Regions from separate parts of the Pan troglodytes genome. Here region 1 is linked to region 2. Evidence: chromatin contacts called from public capture Hi-C data. All regions are on one chromosome and are shown on one strand. Each heading gives the region's core, a stretch centred on a gene start, on an enhancer-like site or on the middle of the called end of the contact. The rest is flanking DNA. Distances are from core to core; before and after follow the strand shown. Region 1 has its middle 72 kb from the start of ATP1A1OS. Region 2 has its middle 35 kb from the start of MAB21L3.

Evidence for each region. Capture Hi-C pulls out chosen DNA fragments and counts their contacts.
Region 1: a contact with region 2 is called in a capture Hi-C map of stem cell-derived neural stem cells, with 6 times the contacts expected there. The contact joins two enhancer-like sites. A contact is called at or near these places in 5 of 7 Hi-C or Micro-C datasets (blood, induced pluripotent stem cells, a lymphoblastoid cell line and 1 more), 1 of 1 datasets of contacts at active chromatin or transcription factors (stem cell-derived excitatory neurons) and 1 of 1 other capture datasets (stem cell-derived neural stem cells).

What each region holds. Positions count from the first base shown.
Region 1 is chr1:113,711,406-113,718,601 of NHGRI_mPanTro3-v2.0_pri, reverse strand. It overlaps a transcript of CD58 not described here. Among named protein-coding and RNA genes, the nearest start is that of ATP1A1OS, 72 kb to the right of the region's middle. Within about 2 kb of position 5,346, at least 8 of the 24 cell types and tissues checked have an H3K27ac peak or open chromatin away from gene starts, as enhancers often do. A contact at or near this core is called in stem cell-derived neural stem cells, where this site is marked.
Region 2 is chr1:113,367,295-113,373,876 of NHGRI_mPanTro3-v2.0_pri, reverse strand. No RefSeq gene overlaps it. Among named protein-coding and RNA genes, the nearest start is that of MAB21L3, 35 kb to the right of the region's middle. Within about 2 kb of position 2,461, at least 1 of the 24 cell types and tissues checked has an H3K27ac peak or open chromatin away from gene starts, as enhancers often do. A contact at or near this core is called in stem cell-derived neural stem cells, where this site is marked.

The DNA of each region.
Region 1 (7,196 bases), core at 4,097-6,596, 340 kb before region 2:
AAGCCTGGAGCTTTCTGAACTCACCTGAACCTTCTGAGCTTTGGGCAGGGTGCTTTAGTCTGCCCTAAAACCGGCAGAGGGCTTAACGCATGGTTTCAGTGCAGAGCAATGTCCATCTTCTCTAAAACACCCAGAAAGATTTGGTGAGTGAATTACAGACTGTGGTGCTAAGGGGAGTCTTAGCCAAAGAGACAACTACTTGCCTTTGAGTTTTCCATGCTTGTCTACTTAACAGAATCATGAGGACTCCCATATCCTCTCCTAAAAATTAACCAGTTAATTATTCAACACGCATTTTGCAGCAGCTAGTTGGTATTATTCGTTATGCTACAAATTCTCAGGGCTCAACAGAGGCATTGTTCATGTCCTTGAGGAGTTTATAGTACAGCTGGGAGTTTGCGTATGCAAGTGAAAGTTTATATGCACTAAGTTATATCTATTAAGGGCTAAACCAGGAGTGCAAGCAGAGAGGATTACAGAGGTAGAAGAGAGAGAGCGCGTATGAGACTGTACATAGTCTCTTGGGACGGGCTGATCAGGAAGTCTTCATGGAGAAGGTGGAATTTGTGTGGGTTTTGAGGACAGCTAGATGGAAAGAGGTCAGAACAGAGATGTGTTTGGGAGAGACAATGCTCTGCTGTAGCATTTAGCAGCTGCTACTTGTCTGAGAGGAAACCTGGGCACTAGCATGGAAAGAGGACATTTTCTGACATTGGAAATACACTTCAATGTCAACCTCGATCCAAGTTTGAATCCTGGGTCTGCCACTTAGTAGCAGATAGGCCTGGGCAAATTCCTTAACTTGCCTTATCTAAATTGCCCCATTTATACATTGAGAGTGGGGATAATGTTGATCTCAAAAAGCTATTGGGAGGATAGAATTAATGTGACAACAGGTAAAACACTTCCAGGAATACTTATCCCTTCTCCCTTTCCTGGCCCATCAGGAAAGCTGCATTTAAGACCAAAAGGAATAATTATTCCAGAAGTCCTCTGAGTGCCCTTGTAGAAGTAGATAAACAGATTGATCAGTGAGAAAAAAAATATGTTCTCATCCAGCCTGTGGGGTGAGTTAACCATGCATGCTTTTCTCCGGATGTTTGACTTCCTGAATCTTTCCTGAACAATGCCATCTCTGTCCTGGCACCCCTGGCAAGCAGTCCCATGTGAGACAGGTTCTTGTCACATGTCCTTTTCCTGAAATGAGTCACTAGAGAGTGGGCTGTAGTCATAACCTTCACCAGTTAAGGGAGGTGAATGTGGATTGGAATGAACACAAACACGGTACAACTTGGTGCTTAATGTTCCTTTCCATCAACATTTTGCCCCGGGCCTTAACCTTGCAACTCAAAAAAGTAGGGTCGCATAATGAATGGGATAAACTGAATGACCGCTTGTAATCCACAAACAAAGGGCCTTTCAACAGCCTATGGTCGGAGGCCTTATCTATTCCAATCAAATCTAGCCAGTTGCAAACTGGAGAAAAAAATGGGTGATCCCAGTGAGAGTTAGTCCCAGAAGAAAATTGAAAAAGACATTTTGTTACCTCCTCAGGAAAAGTGATAATGAGCAGAGAAGGGAAAAATCTAAATAATTGATGCAAAGACAAAGAACTGAAACTGAGAGAATTGGATGCATGTCTTCCCCCTTTAGTTGTATAAGCATAAACTGGTTTTATGACGGCAAGCATAAAATTAAGATCAGCAGTGCACAAATCTCTGTGTAACCTTCAAGACCTTTTATTTCCCCAAATTAGATGTGACCTTAAGAACTGATGGTGTCTTCACCCTGGGCAGCTACGGTGGTGGAGCAGAAAATAGTAGACTGGGATTGGGACAGGCTAAGTCCCACCCTTCACCCTGGCTGGGTGACCTTGGGCATACTCACCCTTGCTTTTCTGGGACTGAGGGTCTTCATCTGAGAAATGAATCATTTTTCTTGATAATTTACAGTTTTCTTTCAAATCCCTCCACCCCCCCACCCCCACCAAGGTTTTAATTTTTATGGCAACTCAGATCTTGAACCTTAAAAAAAAAAAATAAAATAGAGAGGACAGCAATCCTTACCGGTGTCACTCTATCACCCTATACAGCTCCTCAAACACAAGCCCAGAAGGGGCTTCATTTTGGTGGAAGTCCTGGGCCTACATTTGTATATTTAAGTGGAACCCAAATACTTGCTCCCAGAGTGGTGTCAGTGGTCACCCCAACTTTCCAAATTCTGGCAGGCACAGCAGGTCATTCTGTGAGCTGTTCTCATTCACATCCTATTTCCAACTGGTTCTGTTCCACGGAGCCCCAGCTGTACTCTGCAATTCAGTTCTACCAACACTCATTGCATGTTGCTGATATGGCAGGCACTAATGTGAGCTGCTGTGAGCAAGCAAGCATAGCCCAGCCCCACTCTAGTAGGGAACACAGAAATACTTGTAATGTGAGCCGAATGGAAGCATAATGCCCTGTGACAACACTTAGGAGGGTGACGGTCATTCTAGCTTGGGCAAAGCTTCATGGGGGAGGAGGCCTTTGTCCTGAGCTTTGTGAGATGGGTAGGATTTAGGCAGGCTGAGACAAAGGAAGAGCATGCCAAGCAGAAAGAAGAGCAGGAAGGAAGGCATGGAGGCAGAAGTGTTCAAGTCATATTTAAGGAGTGGCACTTGCTGGATCTCCAAGTGTCTTCAGAGTGATGAGCTTAGGAATTCAGGGAAAGGCCTTGTCATAGAAAGCCTTCAGGATTCTAAGGAATTTAGACTTTAGGGCAGAAAATGGGAAACCATGGACATTCTTGAGCAGGGATGTATCATGGTGGGACTTGTGCCTCAGGAAGAGCAATCCATCAGTAGAAAGGCTTGGAGAGTGAGTAGAGGCAGAAAGAACAATGAGGGCATTATTACAAAAGTCCAGACCAGTGGTCATGGAGGTCTGAAGTTTAGTGATGAGACCAAAATTGGAAAGGAGGGAAACTTTGGACAGGTGCTGTAGCAGCAACAGAATGGAGGCTCTGGGGCTTATGGGGTATGGGGATTAAATTCACACTGAGGCAGGAGAGTGTTGAGAGGGAATCCAGCCATCTTCTCTTCCTGGGCTCACAGGGTGGTTTATCCTGGGGGTTGTTGTGCAGCAGTTCTCTGATGTCAAAAATGAGCAGGCTTAGGGAAATTGATCTACTTTGGTAGAGATTGTGGGCTATCCACCAATATCTAGCTACCTTACTTTATTAAAAATAGAATCCTTAATTTTTAGCTAGGCAAATGCCTCCTACCCCTAGTTGGAATAAGACATTTTTCAGTTTTCTTGCATCAGAATGGGTTGGCATGAGTACACCTGGGCAGTGATTTGTCAGACTTTGGGAAAATATAATTTTTTTGTTGGCAAGAAAGCAGCCTGGATGGAGCTCCAGTGACCATCTTAAACCACTAGACAAAAACTCATGTTGAAGATAATGGAGCTGTAAGATAGTGACTGATGATGACTGTAGAGTTGCCATACTTGTCCCAGGCTGCCAACATCTGGATTTCATTGACATGGGAGAGAAATAAATGTACATTTTATTTATGCTACTGTTTTGTCTGTTTTATGCAACCAAATCTAACCTAATCTTAGTCCATATAACAAAAGTCAAAAGAGTATAATGCAAACTCATTTATAACTTTTTAACAATGGAAATATGTGTATCTCATCTAAGGACACATCTTCCAAGGATTTTAGCACCCAAGAAGCCAAAGTATTCATTCAAAGATTGAGGGGTGAGCAGAGTCTTGGATGGGGCAAGTCCATCAGGTCAGTTCTTGGGCTTTAGTCCATCAGGCTCTATAGAAACTTCACCAACTCTCTTTACTGCACAACCAAGCCCTCCACTCTCATGAGAGGGGAGCTCATGTCCTCTAAGCCCCATGTCTCTTTCCACTGAAAGAGCACTGCTCTCAGATTCCCATTTTCCCCAATTCTATACAATTTGTGTCTTGGTAACATAATCTTCCTTTAAATCAGATGCAATACAACTGAGGATGACTCAGGTCTTGGAGTTGGAATCGGATCTGAGTCCTGCCCTTTCTATACTTGACCTCTTAACTGGCCAGTGACTCATTTACACAAAATATTTTGGGTTGGTTTGGCAAGTGTTCACTGCTTAGATACTTTACATTCAGGATGTACTTTATCATATTAAGAGTATAGGGGATACATTTTCTTACGTACTAACTGTAGGGGACAAGTACAAATGAATAGCCAAAACCGAGGCTGATGTTAAAGGTTAGCTGCCGGGGAGGATGGAAGAACAAGTCTTCATTCCCCAACCCTGTAAAAGACATCTAGAGGTGAAACTGGTTTTACCAGGAAGATGTCAAGATCAGTTTAAGCCTGCTGAAGTGGAGGTTCTAATCAATATCTGATAATATCTAAGATGTATTGAGCACTTGCTTTCTGCCTGGCAATGTTCTAAGCACTTAGATTCATCAAATGCATCACCTCACAACTACATGAGGCAACTACTCCCAATACCCCCACTTGCAGACAGGGAAACTGGAAGCTAGAGATGAAGCAATTTGACCAGCATCATTCAGTTAGCAAGTAGAAGAGCTGCTACTTGAATCCATGTGTTTCTCATCGCAGAGCCCTTAACTATTACCTTAGTTGTTCTTAGGGAGCTTAACAAAATTTCCTTCCTCACAATCTCCCTCTTATCAGAATGTATTTCTTCTCTATGACGCCAATTCCATACTTGATGCTTTATCTGAGAAACTTTTACAAACAGGCTGGTACTTGCCCCTTCTCAGGTGACAATATTTTAAGTTTGATAGAGGTTTTGCAAAGGTGTACTGATAAATCCACTGGAGGAAGAGTTACGGGTGGAGAAAACTCTTAATCTGTAGCCTTTGCCAATTTCCATGGTGTAAATACTCCCACCATGACCAGTGCAGCTGGCAAATTTCCTGAATATTTGATGATTGCCTCCTGCCCAGCAGCTCCAGCACACCACTGGGCCGAGGGTTCTATTATAGCTAAGAGTGCCCACACTGGCTGGGAATTCTGGGAATCCATGGCCAGCCTGAGAGAGTTCTGGCATGAGAGAGCCTTGCAGTCCCCTTCAAGGCATACCTGTTAGGGGGGGTCCCCAGCTTCTTTTCTTCAGCTGTCTGGCCCAGGGCATGCTGGGAGGTGGTGCTGTGGCCCACAGAGAGGCTACAGACCTGGGCTCATGGCCCAGTCTCCCTCCTGAGGCTCCAGCTCCCCTTCTGGAAGCAGCGCTGTGACCAGCAGGTGGCAGCACTCTCACGTTCAAGAGTCCGTGCCCCGGCAAAATGAGGGGCCTTTGTTCTGAGCCAGAGGCTGTGTCACCAAGAGAAAGGCCCTGAGGGGCCAGCTAATCAGCCTGTCCTTAGCTGACCTCCATCAATGTGAGCCAAGTGGACAGTCTCTGGCAGCGTGATACCATGAGAACAACCTTAGCAAACAGCAGAGACAGCACAGTCTCAACCCACCCCTGCCCATCCTGAGGGCTTGGCCTGGGGAGGCCTCATAAAAACAGGTGGGGCTCCATTCAGGAAGGGAGGTAAGTGCCAAGAGTGGTGCTTCCAGTGCTAAGGAGGAAAAGACTCCTGCTTGCTCCCACCACCAGCTATGCTGTGGTGCCGCCTTCCTTCTCTGCTGACTCTATGGGTGCTCAGTTCCCACCAGGTGACCAGCTGTTCCAGCTTGCCCAGGACTGTCCTGGTTTTAGTACTGAAAGTCTCAGGTCCTGGGAAACCCCCTGTCCCCAGACAGCAGGCCAGCTGGCCATCTGAACTCCCAGTCCCTGTCCGTGTGCAACGCCTGCCTAGCACACAGTAAGCACTTTCGAAGGCGTTGCTGTTGCAGGAGAAGGCAAAGCGGAATTCAGGTGGGACTATAAGAGCTGACTGACCCCGATAGACAAGTTGGTTAGTTAGTTAATTGGTATTGATTGATTGATTTAATTTATTTAGAGGCAGGGTCTCACTCTGTCACCCAGGCTAGAGTGCAGTGTCACGATCATGGCTTGCTGTAGCCTTGACCTCCTGGGCTCAAGAGATCCTCAAACCTCAGCCTCCAAGTAGCTAGTACCACAGGCACATGCCACCATGCCTGCCAATTAAAAAAAAATTTTTTTAGAGATGGGGTCTCGCTATCTTGCCCAGGCTGGTTTTGAACTCCTGAGCTCAACTGATCCTCTTACCTTGGCCTCCCCAAAGTGCTAGGATTATGGGTGTAAGCCAACACACCCTGGCCTCATTCCATTGGTAAAAGCTGCTCCCTTTGCTTTCGGTCAGAGGTAAGAGCCAGAATGTGTGAGGGGAAATCCTCAAAACAGTCCGTTTCTTCTCCAGCTCACCTTGTATCTTTGACCTCCCTCCCTCTTCCTTCCCTCTCATGCTCGCCCGCCTGCCTCAACAATCTCACCCTCCCCAGAGTCCAGAGGCAGAGAACTCCGTGTTCCAAGGAAGGGTGGAGCCTCTTAGAGTGGGCAGGTGGCAGGGCCGGTAAACAGGACAGGCCAGAGGAGGGGTTGAGGCAGGCCAGGAGGCACTTCAGCCACCTAGACATGGAGCAGCGGGATTTAGGCAGCCCAAAGAATCTGTGCGAGGTTTCCTGGAGCCCTCCCCCTCCTGCCCCCACATCCAAGCAGGGATGTGCACATTCCTCTTTCCTCCTCTAGCTCAATGTGCTGTGGCTTATCTGCTCACGTCACTGTTGACCCCTCCAGATGGTTCACTTGGACTCCCAGTGCCGAGCTTGGGGAGTCAGGCACGGCAAACGCCACCCTGTGCTATGGCTTGAAGGAGGCCAGCAAGCTTTGCTTAAGCCAAGGCATGTGTGAGAAACTTGCAAATCCTTCTTCCCTGCTCTGGACATGGGGAGAAAAGGCAGACTTCTTGCCATGGCCCTCAGGTTCTGCACAGACCGGCCCTTGTCAATTCTCCAGGCTTATCTTGTGCTGTGTTTCCCAGCACTCAGTGTGGCCATCATCCTGGCCTTCTGCCAGGCCCTGCTAATGCCATGCTCACTCCTGCCTCAGAGTCTTCACTCAGGCTGTTCTCTCTGTCTGGTCAAGAATAGCAGGCAGGGTCTGGTTTAGACACGGTCGTCCAAGAAGCCACTGTGAGCAGGGGAAAGTGAAGCTTTGATCTGGAGGATGTGAAGGGTCATGGTGTCCACCTGGGGAGGAGGTCTGCTCTGACA
Region 2 (6,582 bases), core at 1,212-3,711:
ATGAGGGGTCCCACAGAGGCTGATGTCCTGACAACCATGAGGGAGAGAGCATGGGAGGAGGGCGAGGCGAGCCAGTCAGGGCAGAGGACACAGGCAGGGAAGGACGACCCAAAATGTGTGACTGGCAACAGTTTGAGTTAAACTTCATTTCCAACACTTTCTAGGTTTGCATTTTAGAAGATTCAAGGGCATCTGAAAGGAAAACTATTTTAGACGTTCAATTACAAACTACCTCAGTTTGTGGCTTAGTGGAAAGAGAGCTGGCCTGGTAGTCATCACTAACTCTCTAAAGCCCAAGATAGTCATTCAGTCTGTATGGACCTCATCATATCCACTCTACATTTTTTTAAAATTTTAAACACTTTTACTGTATCTTCAAGATAGAAAATTCTGTGATTCTATTGCCTTAAAGAACTAATAAATGAAAAGTCCAAGAACTTGGAGATCTAAAATGATAGCTTTGAAGAAGTATTGCAAACATTTTTATTCAACACATATTAATTGTGTACTTACTAATGTGCCAGGCTGTGTCCTCAGCTCTAAAGATACAACCCTGAAAATGCAGATAAAGCCCCTTCTCGTGGAGCCTTCACTGTGGTGGGAGACAGATGGTAGCTGGAGAGCTGGAAGTCCAGGTGGTGCTGAGTGCTATGGAGAAGAATAAAGCAGAGGATGGGTAGAGCTTATCAAGACTGAGGTAGGGTGGGGATGGAGCCAGGGATACTATTTTACGTGGGAAACTTAGGGAAGGTCTCCAGAGGGAGGGAGCAGCAAGCACAAAAGTCTTGAGGTAGGGCCATGTTTGCGATATTCTGAGAAGAGTGAGAAAGCCTGTGTGATTAGGGATGTGTGTGAGAAACCGGGAAAGGAGAAGATGGGTTTGGAGAGTTTGGGGCTCCAGGTCATCCCGGGCCTTGGGACTGTAGTATGAGTGAGGCAGGAAGTGACTGGAGGATTGCGAGCAGATGAGTAACATGACCTGAAAAACTGAAGGAAGACCCAAATTCCAAATGATACGTGGGGGCAAAAGAATCCCTGGGATATCAGATGCCATGTCAAGATGCATTAAGCTCTAAAGCAGTTGGGGATATTTGTTTCAGCAAATGCTTAAAACAAAATTGTTGGCCCTTGGTGTGCAGCTGGCTGGAAGTTTCATCTGTTTATCTGCTGAAGGGTTTTTGGTTGTCTGTTATGTGCTACACACTGGAAATTCAATGAGATAAAAGACATAATCTCTACCTGTTCTACAGACAAGTATGTTGAGGTCTTGCCAAATTTAGTGAGTTATTGGCTAGTAAGTGGCAGAGCTGGAATTCCAATCCTGGGTCGTTTGACTCTAGATGTGGCAACCAGCATTTGCAATCCTGCAGGATATCCAGATGAGGAAAAGCATTTTGAGAAATGAAGAGACTTGCCCAAGATCGCCACACTCTAAAGGGCAGAGCTGGATTTTAAAGGGATGCCTGTAGACTGTCTGTCCACGGTGCCATAAATTGAAATCCCTGGAAGGCAGCTTGGTGATAAAGATGCGTAGCAGAATGTTTAGTAGGGAGCGCCCTCAACAGCAACACCTGTGAAGGCAGGGAAAGGAAGCAGGGTTGAGCTGAGGAAATAGCTGAGCTATGATGCAAGCCCAACACAGGCCTCAGCCAATCCTGAAGAAGCTCTACAGCTAAGAACAGGCCTTCAGAGTTGTCCTGAGTTGGGGTGAGGGGCCTGGGCCTTTACACACCCACGTTAATCAGTCTTTGTGTCTGGCTGCCCATAGAAGGGAAGTAATTTTGGCTGAGAGGGTTTTCTTCAGTGAGGTCATCCTCCAAGAAGAATGACACTGGGATCAGACTGAGCAATAAGCCTTTCATTCCATCCAGAGGGACCTGAGTGGCACATCACAGAGTCTACACATTCTCTCCACCTCCTCACATAGACTCTCAGTGATGTCCCTGGCCTTTTTCAGATTACAAAAATATCATAGACCCACTTGTTACATTTGACCTTTTAAAAAAATTTCTTTAAGGAGGTCTGCAGTGGGTGAAAAAAATTCTCTTTAGGCTATGTTTACCATCATATTTTATGTTTTATGTAAAAAAGACATTAAGAAATGGTTTTTAGTTTTCCTTTCATTTTATTCCCACTCCACATTTAGCCAGTCTATTTCCCTCCTTTCTGTCTTCACTCTTTGGAGATGGTGGGCAGTGGAGAAAGTTGTACTTAGGTATTCTAATAAAAGAGCTTCCTTTGTACAATTAGGGATAGAAAAGATAGAAATGTTGCCTTTAAAGCTACTGACAGCCTGTAGAGTATCAGCTTGAGGAATTTTCTTAACTACATGATTCTGTCCGAGCAAAGTGAGGGGTGCTCACCCTTGGGGGTCAGGTTGACCCTTGTTTTGTTGGAGCTGCTTGTGAAGCATCAGGTGGTGGCATTTCATAGGAACCGCCTGCAGTGCACAGGAAGGCCGGACTGGAGCTCTACATGTGAGCATCCTTGGAGTGTGGATAGTACTGGAAACCCACAGGAGTGGCAAAAATTGCTAGGCTGAGTGAGTAGAGTCTGAAAAGAAGAGAGCCCAGGACCAAGCCCTTAAAGGGAGGATGATAAGATTCAGGGGAGGGCAGAGAAGGAATCCAAAGAGACTCAGAAGGAGCTGAAGAAGAAGGGAGTGGTGTCAGAGGTGAGAGGTGACAGCGTGCTGGCAGTCCTCAGAGCCCTCACTTGCTCTCGGCACCTCCTCTGCCTGGGCTCCCACTTTGGCGGCACTTGAGGAGCCCTTCAGCCCACTGCTGCACTGTGGGAGCCCCTTTCTGGGCTGGCCAAGGCCAGAGCCGGCTCCCTCAGCTTTCAGGGAGGTGTGGAGGGAGAGGCGTGAGCGGGAACCGGGGCTGCGTGCTGCACTTGAGGGCCAGCTGGAATTCCGGGTGGGCGTGGGCTTGGCGGGCCCCGCACTCGGAGCAGCCAGCTGGCCCTGCCGGCCCCCGGCAGTGAGGGGCTTAGCACCCGGGCCAGTGGCTGCGGAGGGTGTACTGGGTCCCCCAGCAGTGCCGGCCCACTGGCGCTGTGCTCGATTTCTCACCGGGCCTTAGCTGCCTTACCGCGGGGCAGGGCTCGGGACCTGCAGCCCACCATACCTGAGCCTCCCATCCCCTCCATGGGTTCCTGTGCGGCCGGGAGCCTCCCCGACGAGTGCCGCCCCCTGCTCCATGGCGCCCAGTCCCATCAACTGCCCAAGGGCTAAGAAGTGCAAGCACATGGCGCAGGACTGGCAGACTGCTCCACCTGCAGCCCCAGTGCGGGATCCACTGGGTGAAGCCAGCTGGGCTCCTGAGTCTGGTGGGGACGTGGAGAGTCTTTATGTCTAGCTCAGGGATTGTAAACACACCAATCAGCACTCTATGTCTAGCTCAGGGTTTGTGAGTTCACCAATCGACACTCTGTATCTAGCTGCTCTGGTGGGGCCTTGGAGAACCTTTATGTCTAGCTCAGGGATTGTAAATACACCAATTGGCACTCTGTATCTAGCTCAAGGTTTGTAAACACACCAATCAGCACCCTGTGTTTAGCTCAAGGTTTGTGAGTGCACCAATCGACACTCTGTATCTAGCTGCTCTGGTGGGGCCTTGGAGGACCTTTGTGTCCATACTCTGTATCTAACTAATCTTATGGGGACGTGGAGCACCTTTGTATCTAGCTCAGGGATTGTAAACGCACCAATCAGCACCCTGTCAAAACAGACCACTCAGCTCTACCAATCAGCAGGATGTGGGTGGGGCTAGATAAGAGAATAAAAGCAGCCTGCCTGAGCCAGCAGTGGCAACCACCTAGGGTCCCCTTCCACACTGTGAAAGCTTTGTTCTTTCGCTCTTTGCAATAAATCTTGCTACTGCTCACTCTTTGGGTCCACACTGCTTTTATGAGCTGTAACACTCACCGCGCAGGTCTGCAGCTTCACTCCTGAAGCCAGCGAGACCACGAGCCCACCGGGAGGAACAAACAACTCCAGACGCGCTGCCTTAAGAGCTGTAACACTCACCGTGAAGGTCTGCGGCTTCACTCCTGAGCCAGCGAGACCACGAACCCACCAGAAGGAAGAAACTCCAAACACATCCGAACATCAGAAGGAACAAACTGCAGAGGCACCACCTTAAGAGCTGTAACACTCACCGTGAGGGTCCGCGGCTTCATTCTTGAAGTCAGTGAGACCAAGAACCCACCAATTCCAGACACACAGGGACTGAGAAAACAGGGGTGCAAGGAGGAGGGGTTGACTGCTGAATGCTTCTGAGAAATCGTATAAAATGAGAAGCAAGAAGTAGCACTTGATTTTGCATATAAGGTGGGAAGAGTTTATGTTTGAATGAAGTTTCTAGCTGGCTTGAGGTTTTGTTTGGATGAAATTTCCTGTGTATCCAGCAGTATAGCAGATTAGGCACTCTGGATGACCTCCGAACTGAAAGAGCTAAAATGCTATTAAATATATGGACTCCAAAACCTTTACAAATATGTCTCTGAGGTAGAAGGAAAAATATCAGAAGGAAAGAAATCCACAGACTCCAAAAATGAAATAAAATTAAGAACCCTAGATGAGGAGAGAGCAAAACTAGGTTTTGCCCTGACAGGTTTTCTGATCCTAGAAATCTGGAACTTTTCATGGTCAGCTGTACTAGTCTAGGGAACAGATGAGAATGTCTATGGCCTGCAAAGGGTAGGGAATCGACTAAGATTCCCCTGCCTAAATTTGGCTCAAATGCCCATGCTCTCAGAATAAGGGTTAATGAGGAATAAACCTGCTATAAAGAAGTCATCTTGCTTACCTTGACCTTAGCACTGGAAGGAGGGGGAAAAAAAATCCCCTAAGGATTTTTAACCACAAGATAGCCTCAAATGTTTTCTATCTGGATTCATTTACCTGTTGGCCTGAAAAACCACAAACATCAAGTTTAATTTAAATGGTCTCGAGTTGGTATGCTCTTGGGTAACTGGCAGAATTAAAAGCAAATCCTTTTAGATACCTCAACTTCAAATCAAATGTCAAACAAATTCCTACTGATAAAGTTTTAAGGAAAATAAACAGAATTTTCAGATATGGAATGTAGAACAATTGTATCTATTATGTTTAAACAAAAGATATATGTTTTATAACTTTTGTTTAGATATATGTAAAAGATATATGTAAAATATATATGTAAAAGATATATGTAAAACATAATATGTTTTGTATTATGTTTAAACAAAACATAAACATCTATTATGTTTATATACAAACATAAGCAGGAACATGAGACCTTAAAGAACAAATAGGCAGGTTTAAGAAATAACCAAACAGACTTCCTAAAAATGAGAACTGAAACGTTAGAAATTTAACATTCAGTGGACAGATTAAACAATAGATTAGAGGCAGCTGAAGAGAGAATTAGTCAATTGGAAGCTATATCCAAAGAAATTACTAAGAATGCAGGTCTGAGAGATAAAAAAAGATGCCAATTCTAAAAAGAGAAGGTAAAAGAGAAGGTAGAATGATAGAATGTGTTATACATGTAAATTGAGTTTCCTTCTACAATGGAATACTGAGAGAATGGGGAAGAGACAATATTTAAAGTTAAGGGCTGATAATTCCCCAGAATTACTGGAAATAGTTCCCCAGATTCAGGAGGCCTAATAAATCCAAAAAAAGAGAAAGAGATACAGAGACAGAGAGAAAGAGTATTAAAAGAGCCCAGATAGAATAACGCAGGTACTCTACAAAGAAACAACAAATAGTCTAATGACTGACTTGTAAAAAGCAACAAAAGAAGCCAGAAGACAGTGAAAGAATTTTTAATATGCTGAAAAAATTGTTTTTCAACATAAAATTGAAATTACCTTTCAAGAATACAGGTGAATAAGAACAGTTTCAAACAAATGAAAACTGTTTACTCTCGTATACTCTCACTATAGAAAACGGTAGAGCATCTACTCCAGGCAGAAGGAAAATGATCCCTAATAGAAAATCCGAGATGCAAGAAAGAGTAGTGAGTTAACATAATGGCTAATATGTGCATAAAATAAGAAATATAAAATAATGTAATAAAAATATCTATTTTATTTATGTGTATGTGTGTAGGGGTGTGGCAAATAGTCTAGAACCAAAATCCAGGATGACAACAGCAGAAAATGTGGTAGGGAGAGTGATAGCAGCCAAAGCCTTTGAGTCCTTGTCAGAAAGGAAAATGAAGGTATTGATTAGCTTAAGATTTTAATCTACACAATTTAGTCTGTATGTGTAAATAGTCTTGGTAACCATTAAAAGGACAGAGATAGGGTATGGACTTTCCAAGCCAATAAGAAAAAAAAGAAATTTAAAAAGAAGAAACAAACCTCTTAATTTTAAAAAGATGAAAAGTGGGGGGCGGAGGATTTATAAAATAGGTCAAATAGAAAGTAAATAATAAAAGAATAGAAATGAATCCATATGTATTTTCAATTCGAATAAATATAAATGGACTAAACATAGAGTCAAAAGACCTCAACTATCAGATCGGATTTTTAAAAAATCAGCCATTTATAAAGAATGCAGTTATCAACAACATAAATATACAAACAGAA